2 separate regions of the Capra hircus genome follow, and region 1 is linked to region 2. Evidence: chromatin contacts called from public Hi-C data. All regions are on one chromosome and are shown on one strand. Each heading gives the region's core, a stretch centred on a gene start, on an enhancer-like site or on the middle of the called end of the contact. The rest is flanking DNA. Distances are from core to core; before and after follow the strand shown. Region 1 holds the start of PON1 (serum paraoxonase/arylesterase 1). Region 2 has its middle 19 kb from the start of ASB4.

Evidence for each region. Hi-C and Micro-C count contacts between places; a contact is called where the count stands out from the background.
Region 1: a contact with region 2 is called in a Hi-C map of blood, with 4 times the contacts expected there. The contact joins the promoter of PON1 here to the enhancer-like site in region 2. A contact is called at or near these places in 2 of 5 Hi-C or Micro-C datasets (both in blood).

What each region holds. Positions count from the first base shown.
Region 1 is chr4:108,066,324-108,069,023 of ARS1.2, reverse strand. PON1 (serum paraoxonase/arylesterase 1) reads right to left here and starts at 1,318. Exons shown (of 9, transcript XM_005678946.3): 1 at 1,179-1,318. The coding sequence starts at 1,252.
Region 2 is chr4:107,914,393-107,917,092 of ARS1.2, reverse strand. No RefSeq gene overlaps it. Among named protein-coding and RNA genes, the nearest start is that of ASB4, 19 kb to the right of the region's middle. Within about 2 kb of position 1,327, at least 3 of the 5 cell types and tissues checked have an H3K27ac peak or open chromatin away from gene starts, as enhancers often do.

The DNA of each region.
Region 1 (2,700 bases), core at 69-2,568, 150 kb before region 2:
TGTATATAAGTATATATTCTTCTTTGACAACAAATAGTACCATGGTTAGTGAAAATCCACAAATTAATTTTTACATGATTAAAAATCCCAAATCACTGTTTGTTTCTTACTTTTTTCTAAGTTTGTGATTCCAAAAGTAACCAACAATTAGAAAAGAAAATCCCAATATTTACAGAAATCTATTCTGAATGAATGTATGTATGTTGCTAAACAGTCAACAGGGTCATATGATCTTTTTCTGAAAGTCCAAAATGTTCAGTTTGATTTTTAGTAATATTTTACTTCAAAGTCAATAATGTATGACCGATTAATCGTTAGGGTTAGGATGATCTCTAGACTTTGAACCCCTATTAAAAAGTTATTATGAAACACTGATACTTTCTTAGAAAACTTTTCCCTCTTGTATAGTACTTAAAAATTTATAAAACCTTTAAGGGAAACAGAACACTTCTAAGAAAGGCACTTTTCCCTTGAAGGGAAGCAGGACACATTTATTAAATACTATATCCCAAGCACATTGTTGGGTGCTTCTTATATGAGGCTTTGGTGACGCAGTAGCCAACATACACTGATATTCATGAAAAATAAATGTGAGAGATCCTACAATGGAACGGACACAGCAAGAACCCAGGACATCAAGGTCTGTCCTCTAACCCCTGACACATCTCCGCTGCAGCAGGTGGCCGTTCCTTCCCATCTGCTCCACTGCACACAGGAGTTTTCTGTCTCTCAGCGAAGCCTCAAACTGAGCATCTCCACGCTGGGAAGTTTTCTGCCACAGCCAGGCAACTGAGTCCGGAGCTTCTTCCCTAATTCTCACAATATCAGAGGCCCCCTCCAGTCTGGTTATTTATTTTGCAGCAAATCTGAGAAGTGAATCTGTAGCCAAGATAAACCAGTATTTATGAAAAATTAATTGGTGTGTGACAACAGCTTGGCCACTCACACCAAGGGCAATCGCCTCCTTAGCCTCTCTCCCAGGCCGTAAGCAAGGGTGATCAGGTGGTTGGGGAAAGTTGCATATTTATGAAATCGCTTTGGGATGTACATCCTGCACTTGCCTTCTGATTTTCTAAGAGCCTGGAGCCAGCTTGGGAGTGGAGGGTGAGGGGGAAGACTCCCGGGTCTGGCTAGTGGATAGGACAGACAGTACAGGGGTGGGCTGCAACCCAACTCACAGATAAGAAGACCGGTGATCCCTGAAGAATGCCAGCCCCAGTCCCAAGAGGGTGAGCACCAACAGCTTCGCCATGGCCTGGGACAGACGGCGGCGGCAGGATGGACGGACGCACAGACGGGAGAAGGGGTGGAGACCCTGCGCGCCCGCACCCGCAGCCTAGGGCTGCTCTGGGGTTGGCCCCGCCCTCCCCGTCTCGGGGCGCAGCTCACCTCGCCCGCCCTGCTCGGGGACTGCGCGAACTTGGTTGGGGTCAGCGCAGAAAGGGGGAGAATAGGCAGGTCGGAGGAAACGGAGAGCGGTGGGAAAGGAGAGCCAGGCTTTGAGGAACGCTCACTTTGTGCCAACAAGGTCCTAATCCTGTGACTCAGAGGGGTTCAGTAACTTGATCACTGTGACTCAGCCAGAAAAGGCACAAAAGGAAAGAAGGGCTGTGATTGGCACCTCTTAAGATGCAAGTTTATTCTCACCCAAGACTACCGCCACGTGGCTCCGTGAGACATCCGCATATCAAGCTTCTCTTTCAGCACCACTCATCAGATACCTCTCTAAGGTGTTCATTCATTCCAGACTCTTGGCTGACATTGAGTACCTGTTATGTGCCAGCAATCAGTAAAATATATCACTCTTGCATATGCTGTGGATAATCCGTGTTTGCATTATGGGGATGCACATCCTGTATGGAGAACAATAAAGCAGGGAAAGGCATAGAGCAGGCATACTGAGGTGCCATTTAAGAAAGGGGTGTCCAGGGAGGCATCACTGATAAGGCGACTTCTGAGCAAAGCAGGGTAGGAAGTGCCTCTACCTTCTGCCTTCTCTCCTGTTACCATGAATGAGACTTTCCTGTTCATGAGAGACCACCTCTTCTCTTTGCCCTGGGTTTCTTTTTTTTATTTCCTTCTCAAGAATTTTGGTCCCAGTTACAGCTTTCCTCTTCTACAACATCTTCCTCTTCTCTGGAATATTGCCATTAGATACAGGCATGCTTTAGGTTCACTCATAGTTTTCCGGGGAAAATACTCTGTGATCCCACATTTTAACTACCTACTGCTTTCTTTGCTGCTTCTGTAAAAAAGCACTGATAAAATCTCTTAGGCTTGTCGACAGTTGCTGCTTCCATTTTATCACCTCTTGTAACAGATTAACAATGGCCACAAATTCTTCGACACTTTTCCCGTTGAAAAGTGTGGTACAAGATCCCTCTTTTGACACTGGTGCTGTCTCTGTGAATGCCTTAATTTATAGAATGTAGTGGTGCTGTCCAAGTTTTTAGGCACAGCCTTAGAGACCAGGGGCTTCCATCTCTTGTCACTCAAACACTTACTCTTACATCTTGAGCTTCTGCTTAATAAATCTGACCACCTCACTGGTGTGTCCATATGAGAGGGTCTGAGCATGTGGAGAGGGAAAGTGGCCAGCTAAGGCCAGCGTTCTAGCTATCTCCACCAAGGCAGTGGATACAACTGAAGCCTTTTTGGACACCTGAGACTTGTCCAGAGAGTATCACTGAGGCACCATCC
Region 2 (2,700 bases), core at 78-2,577:
CTTAAAATTTGAGAAACATTATCATAATTCAAATTGCCGATAGAATAGATCGTTATAATGAATGACTATCTTCTCTTACACAGTCCTTGCCTAAGCCCAGCTGGATATAGAATTCGGATATAAAATTATAATCCAGAGTATTGGCATTCTTCAGTGATTCCCATTACTGGTGGGGTTTAACATGAGCCATTTGCATTCGAGGCCTCCTGTAGTTATAGACCCAAGTCAGGTTTCCAGGTCATCTTCTACTTCTCCATTCTTTTTATTTTAGTTAAGTTGGATTAGCCATTCTCTCCCCAGGCCCTTACTCCCTGCTGTGAGGGATGGTTGACATCCCTTAGTTCTGGGAAGACTGACATAATAGTAATCTCTGGTGAGTTGGAGATTTTGGGAAGAGTGCATTCTAGGTGGTGCCACACTATAATCAAACATCCGATGTGTTTTGGTTTCTATCAGAATTCTATGTCAAATATCCTCTGTGAGGTCTCTTTCGAGCCTTCAGCCAGAAGGTAGAACTCTTTCCTCTCCAACACTCTCACAGTATAATCTATTCTGACCTGCTGTGTAGCCTGTACTTCTCATTTCTCTCATTCAGCTATACGTTCTTGAGACTGGGGGCTTCATCCTCCTACTTGTGGCTTCCCTGGCGGCTCATATGGTAAAGAATCTGCCAGCAATGTGGGAGATCTGGGTTCGATCCCTGGGTGGGAAAGACCCCCAGGAGGAGGGCATGGCAACTCATTCCAGTTTTCTTGCCTAGAGAATCCCCAGGGGAAAGAGGAAAACTTGGCAGGCTACAGTCCATGGGGTCCCAAAGAATCAGACACAACTGAGCAACTAAGCACAGAGACCCTGGCTCTTTACTGGTTACTGGGCATTCACTGGGCTTCCCTGGTGGCGCAGAGGTTAAAGCGTCTGCTTGCAGTGCAGGAGACATTGTCCTCCTACTCACCTTGTGGCCACGCCCGCCAGAGTGTCAGACACATAAATAATAACTCTGAGAATACCTGTTGAATCGTGGTATGTGGTGGCAGAACTGCCAGGCAAGCCTGGAGAGTCATCTGACAGTTTCCGGCTAAGTCTGTTAGCTGAAATGAGTTAGGTGTACATTGCATGTCTGTCCCCAAATATTCCTTTGTAGGTGGCTGACATTCGTTCTTATAAGATTTATAGAAACTTCACAGCCTGTGTTTAAAATACAAAATCCACCTAGAAGGATCAAGAAATAGAAGAAAGATCTAGAGAACAAGCCTTGCTCTTTTACCCCCTGGCGCTATCAAGGCGCAGCCTAAGAGACAGGAGAAAGGACAGGACTGAGAAACGGGAACAAATCTTTGATTTCACAGTCTTGCCTGGGGCCTTGACTGACAGTAGCTGCTGCTTTAACCCCCATCTGTGGCTTCACGCCTTTTTAGAAGAGACTCAGGAAATCTCGCTCTCGTCTTATACGGAATATGTTTCCTGCCTAAGAGGAAAATCGTGAGCATGAGAAGCAAGCTCGCTTTGCTTTCCCACACCCTAACACAGTCTTGTAAGACAATAATGATTTACAAAGAAGCTAATGACACAAGGTATAAAGCATATTCAGTTTATTATTCTAAGTCCTCTTCCTATTACCACTGCAATGAAAACAAACAGTAAACGCACAACTGCCCTTCCCTTCCAAACAGCGTTTCAGTCGGTTCAGTCGCTCAGTCGTGTCTGACTCTTTGCGACCCCATGGAGCGCAGCACGCCAGGCTTCGCTGTCCGTCACCAACTCCCGGAGCTTGCTCAAACTCATGTTCATCGAGTCGGTGATGCCATCCAAACGTCTCATCCTCTGTCATCCCCTTCTCCTCCTGCCTAGATGTTTATATTTATTTGTTAGCTACTCACATTTTGAAATTCATTCTATAACGTCCTGTACCCATGGAGAAATTCACTGTAGGAAAATATGATCATAAAAGATATGGTTTAGGTGGATAACTGCCCCCCTCCTCAATTTTTAATCTATAGTTGTGATTTAATCTAGATCACATTTTATCTGCATTGGCTCAGATTTTTTTTCCCCTGGGATACTGCAGCTGTTTTTCCAAGATCATTTACCGAGAAACACTGCCATCATGCGGCCTGGTGTGTTAAAGACAGCTAATAAAAGATAACAGCAGCATGGCTTTAATTTTCTCTCCAGAAAAACGCTTGCAGCTTTTACATGTGCTTTGCTCTTTGAAGCTGTATTTGTGGATTCCTTTCTCAAAGAGCATTCTTAAAATATTTGCCAAAGAACAAACTCTGTGTCAGCTTTTGAATCCCCAGAGTACATAGTGACCACAACAGAATAGCACATTTATAAAATAATAATTGAACACGGCTTATTTTACAAGTTTATAAAATTTTCATAAATATGTCCACCTTAAAGAGCATAGGATAACTTTCTCGTGTGCACTGAAGTGACTGCTTTTTTTTTCCTCACACTACAAAGAGCCTTCGGGGAAAGGAGATGTATAAGATCCGTAGGGAGGGAGTATCATGTTTAAAAACTAAAGGATGAAGCTTAACACTAAATCTGAGGCTCCACTTTGCCACTGATTAACTATGGAATCTTGGGCAAGTCACACAAGCTCTCTGGTCTCAGTACTTAAAAAAAAAAAACAAGTAGGTTTGGCTCCACTTTACCACTGATTAACTATGGAATCTTGGGCAAGTCACACAAGCTGTC